3 separate regions of the Mus musculus genome follow, and all the other regions are linked to region 2. A link is a contact called in public Hi-C data. All regions are on one chromosome and are shown on one strand. Each heading gives the region's core, a stretch centred on a gene start, on an enhancer-like site or on the middle of the called end of the contact. The rest is flanking DNA. Distances are from core to core; before and after follow the strand shown. Region 1 has its middle 150 kb from the start of Gm40255. Region 2 holds the start of Csmd2 (CUB and Sushi multiple domains 2). Region 3 overlaps Csmd2 (CUB and Sushi multiple domains 2).

Evidence for each region. A called contact is a pair of places that touch in the nucleus more often than the background predicts.
Region 1: a Hi-C map of cerebral cortex shows a contact between it and region 2, with 7 times the contacts expected there. The contact joins the enhancer-like site here to the promoter of Csmd2 in region 2. A contact is called at or near these places in 2 of 39 promoter capture datasets (hippocampal neurons and pre-B cells), 1 of 484 Hi-C or Micro-C datasets (cerebral cortex), 4 of 115 datasets of contacts at active chromatin or transcription factors (embryonic basal ganglia, embryonic forebrain, forebrain and 1 more) and 1 of 9 other capture datasets (adipose tissue).
Region 3: a Hi-C map of cerebellum shows a contact between it and region 2, with 2.1 times the contacts expected there. The contact joins the enhancer-like site here to the promoter of Csmd2 in region 2. A contact is called at or near these places in 3 of 39 promoter capture datasets (the 3T3-L1 cell line, the C10 cell line and hippocampal neurons), 2 of 484 Hi-C or Micro-C datasets (both in cerebellum), 3 of 115 datasets of contacts at active chromatin or transcription factors (embryonic forebrain, embryonic hindbrain and forebrain) and 1 of 9 other capture datasets (pancreatic islet).

What each region holds. Positions count from the first base shown.
Region 1 is chr4:127,762,644-127,767,181 of GRCm38.p6, reverse strand. No RefSeq gene overlaps it. Among named protein-coding and RNA genes, the nearest start is that of Gm40255, 150 kb to the right of the region's middle. Within about 2 kb of position 3,256, at least 9 of the 459 cell types and tissues checked have an H3K27ac peak or open chromatin away from gene starts, as enhancers often do. A contact at or near this core is called in cerebral cortex and hippocampal neurons, where this site is marked.
Region 2 is chr4:127,985,847-127,990,292 of GRCm38.p6, reverse strand. Csmd2 (CUB and Sushi multiple domains 2) reads right to left here and starts at 2,249. Exons shown (of 71, transcript NM_001281955.1): 1 at 2,022-2,249. The coding sequence starts at 2,223. It also overlaps a transcript of CK137956 not described here.
Region 3 is chr4:128,214,860-128,219,563 of GRCm38.p6, reverse strand. All of the region lies in intron 5 of Csmd2 (CUB and Sushi multiple domains 2), which reads right to left. Among named protein-coding and RNA genes, the nearest start is that of Hmgb4, 44 kb to the left of the region's middle. Within about 2 kb of position 1,298, at least 12 of the 459 cell types and tissues checked have an H3K27ac peak or open chromatin away from gene starts, as enhancers often do. A contact at or near this core is called in cerebellum, where this site is marked.

The DNA of each region.
Region 1 (4,538 bases), core at 2,007-4,506, 220 kb after region 2:
ATTCCCAATTACTAGGCCAGCACATCCTCTGGCATGAAATCAAGGACCCATTCCCCTCTCCTCCATCCTTAAAGGATCCTCTGCAGTTGAGTAATCACAGAGAAGGGGTTTGCAGGGAACAAGATGAAGAGAGCTATGAACAGTAGGGTGTTTCTGAACTACCTACAGGTCTTGTAAGGTCACGGGCACTCACAAATGCCCTCACCCCAGGAATTAAGCATAGTCTTTGGGCTGTCAAGGTTAGAATAAACACTGGTGTGGATAAAAGGTATCTACAAGAGGAAGAAAGCATGACCAAGCTCTGCATATCATCTTTGTCCTTGCTTCTGTGCACAGATAAACAACTTGCTTTATATATTGTTAAACTCTAGCAGAGGTAATAGCACAACCATGATTTTTTTGATCATTGCAGAACAATGCAAGTCTGATGGTGACTGGAAGACTGGGGACAGAAAAATGGCATTCATATTTGCCTTGAAGCATGTGCACGTGTGAGTGCCTGTGTGTGTGTGTGTGTGTGTGTGTGTGTGTGTGTGTATCTAAGCCATTGTCTTCATCCAGAAAAGCGTGTCCAGGATTGATGAGTTCCCAGATGGAGAGTGATGTTGACTGTCAGCTGCGTGGGGACATTGACAACAGCTCATGTCAGAGTGACCTGATCTCCTTCATTGCTGGGCTCACTTGAGTATGACAGTGGAATACGCAGTAGGCACAAGGTCAGCCCCAGTAGGAAACAAGACTCTCAATCCAGTCTTGCTCAACCTTGACAGCAAATAAGATGCCACAGGACTGGCTGGTCTCTTTTCAACAGTGTGTCTTCTCCAGAGATAGGCTCCCACTCATCACAGAGGACCCCAACACAGTGGAGAGTCTAAGTTTCATGGCACACACTCCTCCATGTGTTCGCTCATTCCTGAGTCACGGGGAGCTAAATACCAAAGCTATGACAGGGAATAATACAAGTCCAGTCTAGAGCTCCAGCTCATGTCCAGCCCAGTGGCAGAGCAAAGCAAGGCCTGCACTCAAACCCACTGCCCTGCAACTTGAACTCAGAATGCTTTTTAAAAGTTTTTTTAATTTACATTCCAAATATTACCCCCTCTCTGGTCCCTCCTCAAAGAGTTCTTCTTCCCATTTCTCTTCCCGTTTGCCTCTGAGAGGGTACTCTCCCCTCCCCCATCCCCTCATTCACCCACCCCCTACCTCATACACCTACCCACCTCCACATCCTCCTTCCCTGGGGCATCAAGTCTCTACAAGGTTAGGTGCATCGTGCCCCACTAAGGCCAGACAAGGCAGTCTGCTACACATGTTCCGGGGACCACAGACCAGCCTATGTATGCTTTTGTTTGTTTGTTTGGTTGGTTGGTTGGTTTTTCGAGACAGGGTTTCTTTGTATAGCTCAGACTGTCCTGGAACTCACTCTGTAGACCAGGATGGCCTTGAACTCAGAAATCTGCCTGCCTCTGCCTCCCAGGTGCTGGGATTGAAGGCGTGTGCCACCACTGCCCAGCCTGTGTATGCTCTTTGGTTGGTGGCTCAGTCTCTGGGAGCTCCCAGGGTGTCTGAGTTAGTTGACACTGTTTTTCTTCCTATGGGGTTGCCATTCCCTCCAGTTCCTTCAATCCTTTCCCTAACACTTCCATACAGATTCTGACCTCAGTCCAACAGTTGGCTGTAAGTATCTGAATCTGTATCAGTTAGCTGCTGGTAGAACCTCTCAGAGGACAGCCATGCTATGCTCCTGTCTATAAGCACAACATTGCATCTATAATAGTGTCAGGGTTTGGTGCCCCTGCCCCATGGGATAGATCCCAAGTTGTGCCAGTCACTGGATGGCCTTTCCTTCAATCTCTACTCCATTTTTGTCCCTGAATTTCTCTTAGACAGGAACAATTCTCGATCAAAAATTCTGAAGGTACATTGCTTACCCTATCCCTCCACTTGGGGCCATATCTATATACTGGAGGTGGTCTCTTCAGGTTCCATCTTCCCACTGTTGGATATTGGGGCTAAGTTCATCCCCGTTGAATCCTGAGATCCGCTCACATGCCAGGTCTCTGGGACTTTCTAGGGGTTCCTCCTCCACCTCTCACTACCCTCAGAGTGCTTTTTAACCTTTAATGTGCCGCATGAGTTTCTGTGAGCTCTAGCCAAAATAGAGGTCCCAAACATGTGAGCCTCATTGGCCCTAGCAGGGAATTAATTGCATTCCTTGCTGCTGCATTAAGCTAGCCAACTAAAGGGAGGGGGATGATCAAGAGTACAGTCCACTACGGTAGGAAGGCCATGGTGACAGGAGCTTGAGGTCTTGTGTTCACAGTCAGAAAGCAGAGAGTGTTGTTGAATGTGAGTTCTCAGTTCACGCTCTTCTTATTCAGTCTGAGACCCTAGCCAAGGGATTGGGTGAGGTGGGGTATTTCCACTGCAATCAACACATTCTAGAAAGTTCCTCACAGATGATTCTAGAGGCTGTTAAAATGACAGTATTAACTGTCACAACTTTTCCCCCCCAGTGAACTCCGTGCTGGTGCCTAGGAATCCCTTCTGCATACATGTAGAATCTCTGAATTCTGGATAGCAATGGGAATGAGGTACAAGATCATGTAGCCAGTCAGCTCCCCTCCCACTCCCCCCACTCCCCAGTTTCCATTGCTGCACGGCCGGCCATTTTCATCAACCATAAGCCTGCTCATTATACCTGCTTCTCACTTACCGGAAACTGGCCGTGGTTCTGACATTTAAAATAGGCCTCACCACATGTGAGTACCACAAACAAGCCAGTCAGGCAAGTTTTGCTGATAGTAGGTTTCATATCAGTGCCCCCACATCTTGTTGGCAGGAGGTCTAGACACAGAGAGATCTAGTCCCTAGCTCAAGTTCACGTGGCTTGTAACCAGGCCTTTGTGACTCCCTAGTCACTCTGTATTTTAGCCATCAGTTTACAGTGTCTCAGAAATGCCGGGGACTTGTCCGGTAGGAAGAGTCACTGCTGAGCAGGACTTCTGACCACTGCCTTCCAGGTCTCTGTCCTGTCTCCTCTGGGGAGGAGCAGGAGGAAGAGAAGGAGGAGGAAGAGGAGGAGGAGGAGGAAGAGGAGAAGAAGGACAGGACAGACAGAGACTGGATGGCTCTGAAACCTTGGTGAGATTAGATCTGCCTGTTAAATTGCCTGTGATTCCAGGGTGGATTTGGGGAACTGAGGGGAGGCGGAGGTGTGGAGGCGGCTGCGTCTGCTCTTGCATAAAGAACACGCAACAAAGGAGACCAATTTCCTGGCTCTCACTGCAGAGGCTGGGAAGAGATATATACAGTCTAGACATGTGGCACCTAGCAGCATGAGACCAAAAGGAGCATTCCTAATGTGGACATCACTCCTTATGGGTGAGCCTGTTGCCTGGTCTGACGGCAGAGGCACCTTTCATGCTTGTTGCCTGGTCTGATGGCAGAGGCACCTGGAAAGGTCAGTCCCAATAGACAGTGTCCTCCACTCCATCCTGGCCCTCCCACACCCACATTCACTGAGAAAATAATATCCTGAGGCATAAGAGAACAGGAGATAACTGCACCCCCCCCCAAGAAACCATTTGAGGACTCCAGTGTGGATACATCACAGAACCTGCTCAGTTCTTTTGCTTACAATGTGAACATCCCTGAATGCTGTCATAAACCTTGAACTGACTTCCATGTGGCCTTGGGTTTCCCAAACCAGCTTTAATCCACTGGAACAATTTACAATTGTGTGGGCCTGGAGCAAGGACTCTGCTGTTAGGAACACTTCTGCCCATACAGAGGACCTGGGTTTGGTTCTCAGCACCTACATCCAGCAGCTCACAAACACCTGCTACTCCAGCTCCAGGGGGTGTGACATGCTCATCTGGCCTTCTCAGTAACCTGCACACAAAAGGAAGGAAGGAAGGAAGGAAAGAAGGGAGGGAGGGAGGGAAAAAAATAAAACGAACATTTTAAAAATAAATTAAAAATTTTTAATAAAGTCAAGGTACAACTCAGAGCTAAAGCCTAGGAAAACTCAGGCTAATGTCAGAGCCACACGATCATCTTGGCCCCAGGGCTGGGCATGGGAGAAAGGGACCCGTAGAGTTGGTCATCTGAGCCCTGGCTGCTTTACGTGATGTGGTTGGGGTCCAGCCCTACTCCAGCTCATCCATACTCCACAGGTGGGACTCCTTTGGGGAAGGAAGGTAATTTCAGGCGTGAGTTTTCCCTCTTATCTCCAGTAGCTTCAAGTTTGTGGGCTTCTTTTTTCCATTTCTGTAAAATAAGAAAAATCTTTGACCTTGGAGTAAAGAGACAGGGCCATGGTATACCGAGAGTCTCTTGGGTTTGCCTACTTGGACCAGGCTAAGCTGTGTGAACATGAGCCACAAATACCCCTTCTCTAGTGTGCTAGCCTATAAAACATGGTCATTGGCAGTTCCCAGAAATGCACAGCTTTACTGTGAATATACATCGTGCAGCGGAAACTTAGGATGCAAGGAACAGAAGCTGTGGCTGGAAGGGTCATACAGGCACAGGTC
Region 2 (4,446 bases), core at 1,000-3,499:
TCTGCTGCCTACAAGGCCGGATAGTTGGTGGAAATGCACAGGAAAGCTTCCAAAAGAAGTGAGCGCTCTGGGAGCCAGGTCTGGGCCCACCAGAGAGCAACTGCCCCTCCTTTAGACACACATACACTCCAACTTAGGTACCTACCCAAGAGACAACGACAAATGGATCTCAAAAAGGCAGCCTTCCAGCACTGCAGAATACTGTGCAGGCCCGGGTGAGTTGGCCTTTTTCTCTCCCCAGGGGCATGGCATACTCAAAGGGGCAGGGGCAAACCTAGCAAGGAAAACAAATCTAGCAATCCCAAACAAGTTCCAATTGGCCAAGGCAAAGGGGGCCTTTGCCTGGACAAACATCCAATGGGCCCCACAGCAAGTAACAACGGACCCCACAGCTCATGTGATAAGTCTTGGTGACCAGAAGCATTTGGTGTGAGCGGCCTCCCGGTGGGTGTGGGTGTGCGGAGAGGCCTAAGCTGAGAGAGGCACGCGCACCGCGGGCGCCCCTCTCTGGGTGTCAGTGGCTATGACTTCTTAGGATTACCTGAGAAAGTCCGGTCAAGTAGGGATAAACAGACAAGACTGTCTTGGGGAGCCCTCCCTGACAGGAAACCCCAACACTGAATGGTTATATGGTGAATGACAACGTCTGATGGGACATTTCACAAGATGCTGAAAGCCAGAGAGGGCATGAGAGTTTTTACCACACACTGGCCAACCACGGGAGGGGGCACACTTTCCAAGAAGCGCCAGGGCTTGGGGATGGCCCAGGACAAGGCTTGAGAGGCTCAACCTGTGGTTTTAAAACACCAAGCAAACAAGCAACAACAACAAAACCACTACTGTGGGGCGGGGTGTCCCGGCTCCAGGCCCAGGCATCAGGTGCTTCGGGTGTTCTTCCCCAGCGGGTGTCAGCATCCAGTAAAGTGAAAACGCAGCTCCAGGCATCCCCGTTTGGACCGGTCCCCCCACGGGCACACGGAACTTTCTAGGTTGTGGCTAAGCATCTGAAGGTGCCGTGGGTAAAGTAGAAGACCAGTTGAAACCAACAACCTTTAGAGCAACTGGGCTCACTAAAGGGTCCACATGCCTCTCTCCCAGGAACTGTAAGCTGCAACCACACATCCATCCTAAAGTCCCGCGACTCTCCACACCCTTCAGGTCTGTCCGGGCTGGCTTAAGGAGATCGAGTCTGCCACCCGAGCCACGGATGCCGCAGCCCAGGCGTTTGGCTGCAGCAGGGCGCGGGAAAGGGCACTTTGGCGCGGAGTAGGAGCCAGTAGAGGGGATGTGTCGGCACGGACCCTGGCAGTGACATTCCCCCTCCTCCCTCCCCACCCGGCACGACCTCCTCCTCCACCTCCAGTGGTTCAACCCCCCTTCAGATCTTCACATGAGCCCTTCAAGAAAGATTGCACGGACCCCCGACCTGGGCGCGCGCCCACCTGCATCCCGCCCCCAGCCCAAGCACCGAGGGGGCGGGCGGAGGGCGTCTGAGGAGGTGGGTGGTGACCGCAGTCTCAGGGCTGTTTGGGCGGGGGCAAAGGCTTTGGTCGGAGAAAATGGGCGGGGGCAGGGAAAGACAGACCCTCCAGACGCGGAGGGGGCGCGCCGAGACTCTCCAACCCCCAGGACGGGTGTGCCAGGCGGAATGGGGAGAGATGGGGGAGTATGGCTCTGGGAAAGTTTATCCCGGAAAAGCTTGGCATCTTGGGGGGCTGGGAGACAGGAGAAACTGAAGCCACAGTCCAGGTGGCCCGCAACCCATGGAGGGGGATGTCTGTCTCCCAGGCCCCCCATACCGGCCGGATCCGGCTAAGTTGTAGCTGGGGTTGGGGACATCCATGAGGGTAGAGGTGAGGATGTGGTCGAAGATGGAGTAGGTGATCTGGGCAGACAGAGAGGAGGATGAGCAGCAGGGTGGGTAATCGGAAGAAGGAAGCCAAGCCGAGGTGGGGGAAGGGACTGGGACCGCGTCGAGGTTGGGTGGGCTCGGGTGGGGCGGGCGGCGCGGTCAGACTCACCCGCGGCAGCCGAGGCACTGAGCAGCCCCCAGCCCAGCAGCAGCAGCAGCGGTGGCGGCGGTGGTGGCGGCGGTGGTGGTGGCGGCGGGCGGCCCCAGCGACTCCCGGTACCCGGCACAAGCGCCCAAATCCCGATTTCGCCGCGAGCCCTCACTGCCGGGCAGCCGCAACATCCTTGCTCCGGTCCCCGCGAGCGCGGCATAGCGCGGCCAGCAGCCCGAGGGAGAGGCTTCGCCCGCCGCCGAGGAGAAAGGAGGTCAGGAGAGCTCTGTAGCTTTTTTTTTTTTTTTTTTTTTTTTTTTTCTTCCTGCTCCGGGAGGGGGGGAAAAAAATCCCGGTACGCGGGAGCCCTGAGCTTCTGCGGCTGGAATGAACCAAGTGTCCGCCCGGCCGGGGAGAGGCGCGCTGCGCTCTCGGAAATGACTCGCTCCAATCCCGCTTCGCGGGGTTCGCGCCGGGGGGCGGGGGGGGGGTGAATTATCCCCGGATTAATCACTCCGGAGCCGCTTCTCCGCCGCTCCAAATGCTGGGGGTGGAGGCGCAGTTAAGGAAAAAAAAAAAACTGGATGGGGGGGTGTTCTTCAGCGCCACCTGCACCCCCTAATAAACCACAAATTACATCTAAAGGGTTGTTTATTCCTATTTGTTCTACAATTGACCAGTTTCTTTTAAGTTCAGTCCTCCGGTTTTCATGTAAAAGATCACCATCAGTACATCCCCTCCCGTGTACACACACACACACACACACACACACACACACACACGCACTCACGCACAGAAACACACACTCTTGCATACTCAGGCACACACACACACGCCTCCTCCACGTTTGGAAATGGGAATACTGTCTGGGGAGAGGTAACCAAAGAAGATTGCAGTTCCCCGGAGTCGTGGGTCTTGCGAGAAAATCTTGGGTACTGGCTTTGAACTTGTAGTCTTGGGTCTGGGGAGGACACTCTGGAGCTCAGCTAGCTGTAGCCCACCCCAGGAGATGGGTTCGTGGACACAGAAGAAGACAGGGTTAAGAATTGAAGGGTGAGTGAAACAGGAGGGGTGGGGGTGGTGAATGGTCCCTTCATTCAGTCCAGGGCAGTCCTACCCCTAGTCTAAGACAAAACCGCAGGGATGTATACTGAGATTGGGGGCGGGAGCGGGTATGGGATTGATGGAAGTGTTGTGTACGAGTCCCTTGAACAATTTACCCTCTAATTTAAGTGACTGGACTCTGCTTGTCCCCCATACCCACCCAACCAGGGCCCCAAACCAGATGAGTTTCTCCCAAGGAAGTGAACCCTTATCTTCTACAGGCTGGTAGCGGCTGCCTTCAGACCCACAAGGGCGCAGCGTAGTTCCCCCCCACACACACACACACACACACCAACCCCCCTCCGCCTCAGCAGCGGTCTCAGGCTGGTCTACCCTAGGCTGCTCTGCCAGTCACGAGGGCCCCTTCGTTGCCTACGCCAAACTCTTGCCTAGGGCGAAGAGACGCCTAGGGAGATGAGGGAGGCCGGAGAGGACCGCGAGCAACATGGCAGGGGGAGAAGGCTCCGCCTGGCGAGCGCAGCGTAAAAGCACCTGCCGATGTACATCCCACCCCACCCCCCTCTGCCAGAGTCACCCAGAGAGGCAGATCTTGCGTTTAGGCAGTCTGGCAATCAAGTGATTTGGCCAAGCTGGCGTTCTGTCATCCTGGAGGCTCAGGAGCCCGGGAACCCTGATGGCGGGCGGCGAGGCCGGGACATTTCCTGGGAAGGGTTAAGAGAGGGACTTCAGGGTTGGCAACTTGGGTTAGGGGGTTTCTGCAACCCAAGTTGACCAGCTGTCGGCGGCGAGCCTGTGAATTTCTCAGGAAAGGCGTACAATAGGGCTTCGGGGTTCTGTCTGGGATTGGAGTGGAGGGGGATATGGAGGAGGAGTGGACGCTACTTCTTATTCCCACCAAAAACTTGCTCCACAGAGCCACACTTTCTCAGAGCGCTTGGTACGAGTCTTTCTCTTTCTGCCCCAACCCCAACCCTGGCGGTTCCGGTTTCCCTGCATGAGCTCATCCCACAGCTGGGGAAGGCGCCTGGTGGCCCCCGGAGTGGGTATGGAGAATCCTGTGAATCGCGGGTCCCATTCCCCACCCCCATCACACTGGCCCATCCCGACTCAGTCTCTCTGAGTGCCAAGAACCAACTGAAGCGGCCAGAAAACCTCAGTGAAAGGCCTGCTTTATATGCCTAGGGTAGCGAGGAGGGGGCTGTTCGTTTCTCATTGTCCAGGCCCAGGCCCCCAAAGAGCTCAGCTAGCTGAGGTTGGCTGTGTCTTCCCACCAGCCCTGCAGAGTGGGGGAGGATATGGTGCTGTGGCCTTCAGGGGTGGGGAGTGGGGGTTGCTGGCTGGCTGTGTCATGCCAAGGGTACACGCTAGACCCTTCTCC
Region 3 (4,704 bases), core at 49-2,548, 230 kb before region 2:
GACGGCAGGTAAGCTCACCCCAAGTGAATGTGTTCCCAGAGCAGGGCAATCAGGCAGGATCAGAGCTTTGAATTAGGAGGAAGGCTTAGAGAAGTCCAATGAGGACCAGAAAGAGAGAAGTTGGAAAAACAGCACCAAAGTAGAGAGAGCACTTGCAAGGTCTTGGGTTCAAACCTCAGTACCACCACCAACAAAACAAAGCCAAAAAATCAGGAAGGTGGAAAAAGGAGAAAACACTCTAAATAAAATACCCAGTATAAGTGTTATAGAATGTCCTCCAAGATGGCATCTGAAATGCCCTAAGAGTGAACGGGCTCAAGGAAGGCTGAGGTTTGGAGGAGGAAGGAGATGAGGGGAATAACAGGAACCAAAGACTGGGAGCACAGTGTAGGCTACTCTTCAAGAATCTTGAGTCAACCTGGCATGCTGCTTCACACCTTTAACCCCAACACTTAGGAGGAAAAGGCAGGTGGATCCTTGTGAGCTAGGAGCCAGCCTGGCCCACACAGCAAGTTCTGGGCCAGCCAGGCCTATACAGTGAGACTCTTTCTTAAGAAGCAGAAGCTTAGGTGACAAATGGCCTGGGATACCAAAAGTCTAATTTTCTTTTTGTGTCCTTCCTTCCCTTCCCAAATGACTCAGACTGTAGAGTCCAACCATTCTAACAGACTATCAAGTACCAGTTCTCTGTGTGAATCCTGCTGCCTTGATGAGTCTGTGAACGTCATAACCCAGCCACTGGTTGGAAAGAGGCTAAGATTAAATTAAAACTATTAAAGGCAGAGAGAGAGAGAGAGAGAGAGAGAGAGAGAGAGAGAGAGAGAGAGAGAGAGAGAGAGAGAGAGAAGAGAAAGAAGATAGAGAAAGAGGTAGATCAGTCCTAGGAACCTAGAAAGTGCTTGCAGGAGCCACAGTGGGGAGAAACACTGGTGGGATATAGGCTGGACTCAGCCAGGAATGAACGGAATGCACACTTGTAGCCAAATAAAGGAATGGAGACCTTGGACATTCCGAATGGATCAACACTCTTCTGGAAGATAGAGGCTTGCCAGAATGCAGGGCCCCAGAAGGGCCCCAAACAATGTCTTCCATCTGTCTTAGCCACGCCGCCAGGCACCTGGCAGCTCCTCGGGAGAGGTTGAGGACAGCATCTTGTTGTCTGTGCCCTTCACAGCCCTGGCACAGGCCTCCTAGCAGATGAAGTACTTAGTACAAACCTGTTGCATGCCGTCAGAGCCATGGGGGGCAGGCCAGCTGCCCTACTTCCACTTCCCACGCACAGAACTGTGAGCCCCAAGCTCCTGCAGAGCCCCCGTGTCTATGGCAGACAACATAGCCTTGAGGCCCGCTCTCCCAGCTCAGACTTTTGTTTTCTTTCTGAAAGCGTGCTGTCACCTGCAGAAGGGAGGAGGAGAAGTCACACTGCTCCTCAGTAGAGAGCTTGGGAGCCAGGGCCTTGGCCCTGCGGACTCAATGCATGCCAGCGGCCTGCTAGGGCACTAATCCTTTCCTACGGCTTGGCTATGGAGCTTGTAATGCTATTTCCAACTCCGAGAGATGCATGAGATGAGATTTTAAAAGGCTAGTTATTTATGGCCTGGCTCCTGATGGATACAACAGATGCAATTTCATGGGCTCCATCAGAAGCAAACAGTTTCTTGGTGTGACCTAAAGCAGTGCTGTGTAGCAGGGATGGAGAGGTAGCAGGGGCATCACCCAGCTGGGTACCACAGCAGGTTCCTTGTCTCAGCCTCAGTTTGTCTGCTTGCTCACCAGGGTTAGGCTCAGCTCCCTGATCCTTGTACTGTCCCCACTGCTTCCTGGGTGCGTCTGCCAACTTGGGACCTTGATCTTACCTAGCCTCTGATAATTCAAGGTGGATAAAACCTCAGGAGACACATTCCAAGCCATGCATGAGGTTCAAAGGCAGCTAGGACATGGTGATGGCTCCACAGTGCTCCCCCCGCAGCAGGAAAGTTCCACCTTTCCCCTTAGTGATGGCACCCCGACCTTTCTATCATGGGGTCTTCCTCCCCCCATCTCATCACCTGTTATGAGGTCTCACAGGTGTCTGCTCTTTGCTCTGTGGTTCTCTGGGAATCATAGGTTTTCACAAGGCACAGGCCTCGCTTGTCTTTTCCATCTCTATGCTCCCAGGGTCAGGGCCAATGCCAGACAAGGCAAGGCAGAAGAACTATGTAGAGATGGATAAACGGTGATGAAGGGGGACTGGTGATCAAGACAGGGGGTGGCCCATGACAGTGAAGGTAAAGATAAACATAAGTTGTTGACTCCAGAGAAATCAGACACCATATTTGGCTGACGTGACTATGAGTTCATTGATCATCCTTACACATCTTATCCCAAAGTTCTGTTTTTCGGAGCTACGAAGTGCCCTGTCCCTGGGCAGCCTGATTTCCATCCTTGCTGTAGAGTCGGCTTCCTTACAATGCCTGTTTTATGCTAGAGTGGCCAGCAGGTACCAACCATCTCCTCTACCTTAGCCTTACCTTTTCCCCCTTGTCCCACATACACACTTTGCTCAGTATGTGGCCCCCACAGGCATTCAATCAGAGACATGGATGGCCACCAACTCCTCTCCTACCTTCATTGCCCTTTTTATGAGCCTCCAGGTTTCACTTATCTCGGGCTAGCCACAAATTTTCGGTGTATCGAAGGATGACCTTGAACTTTAGGATGCCCCCACACCTACCTCCTGCGTGCTGGAGTTATAGGTGTGCATGCGCAGTGTGTTTGACGCTAAGGATTGATCCAAGGGCTTCCCTACTTGTTAGGTGTGTACTCTACCAACTAAGCTATCACTCCAACCCTATATCTGAGATGCTTTGAAGGCTCTTCCCTTCCCACTTCAGAGTTGCAGCAGCCCAGGCTGGTCCCTCTCCTGCTCCAGTGCCTGCAAACAACTTTTCCAGCTGCCATCTGGGCCTTCAAGTTTGACTCCATTAATACTCAGGGTATTCTTGCCCCTGTGCTTAAGGCTTTCAGTAGCTTTCTGCCACTGTAGACCCCTCTCTGTGAACATGGGGCGAGGCCCTCCCTGACCCACACTCTTCTGCTGCTCATTGAGGTTTGTGTACAGTCATCACCCTGCTCCATTCCCTGTGCCCAGCTTACGATGCCCCCGACAGCAGGGAGCCTTCCTTCCTGTTCCAGGCTGGTAGCAAAATCTTACACATTCTTCGGCTCAACATAAAACCCACCCCTGGGGACACAGTGCTCAGAGTGTCAAAAGACTGACAACTTTTGTGAAGGACAGACAGTCTTAATGTTCAACTCTCTAGACCCCAGGGTTCCCATCCTTAGGTTTATCTCTACCCCAGTGTGAGCAAGAGGTCTGCGGTTATGTGATCTGACTCGGGCCAATGGTTTCAACATTTTGAGGGGTGGGTATGTGACTGTGTAGTTGTGGTCTTTGCAGGTATCAGCAAGAAAGGCCGGGGTCCCATATCAGCCCCCAAAGCATTATAGGATGTCGTCACTGTTCTTGGTCACTCTCTTGGACACTTCCCAAATGTGATGGTAAGAGACCACTGCCAAAGACACATTTGACTCAAGTTTAAGCTACTAGTGACCTGGAAGCTTCATCCTTACTGGTCAGCTTTCACGGTGCTGGAAGGTGCTATGCATGCTACTGGGGAGAAGAAAAGTAGCTACCAGTCTTACTGGGCTGTGAACCCAGCAAGCTGCTAATGGCAAGCCAGCCAAAATAAATAAATGCCCACTGACAACAGTGGTACCAATGTTATGGGAGTAACCAAACAAACACTTTCTGATTGGACATAAGGCCCACTCTACAAAAAAAGAACTTATTCTTGGCTCTACTAATGGGTCAAGAACCCAAGATGGGCTGGGTCACAGGCCTACCACTAATATTCTGCTAAATGGATGTAATAATAAACTGCATCCTAAAGACACCTTGTTATAACTACAGATCAGTACATCTCTCAGTCTTCATCAGAGAGGCTCCTTGCAGTAGATGATGTTTGACAGAGAAACCCACAATTGGTCAACATGCAGAGAATAGGAGAATGCAGAGTGGCCAGCCCAGAATGGACCATCAATACCACATCCTCTCCCCACAAGCTTGAGGATGGAAGAGGGGGCGGGATAATTATAAGAGCCAGAGGCAGTGGTCGATTACAGCTAAAGGGTGCTTCCTGGACACGGCAGGGGAGTCACACATATGATCTGACAGTGGCTGGGCAACTGAGCCAGACAAAATCCTAGTATGGTGCGGGCAGTAGGCAGGGAGCCCCATACCTAGCTGAGGCGCCCTGGGCAACTGATCACTGTTGGGAGAGGGGAGTCCTTTTTCTTTAGGGATGGGGTCCTTGAGAGGCTGCCCCTCTTGCAATAGGTGGCCTACACTCACATACATACTGGCTGCCCTAAATGGACTTCATATGTTAAGAAGAAAAGAAGACATGAAGTTGGGAGGAGATGTGACGGTGGGGATTGAAGAACTGGAGGGAGGGGAGGGGGGCTTGATCCAAACACACTAAATGCATGTATAAAATGCTCAATCAATAAATAATAAAAGAAGAGAAAGAAAGCACTATGACCATGTCCTACTAGAACAGCTAACACAGGCGGGTAGCAGGGACCTGCTGGGAATCTTTTTTGCCTACTCATGGAGAAAGCCTGCCTGACAAAAGATGCTAAGCCATAGGAAAGAAACCCTAG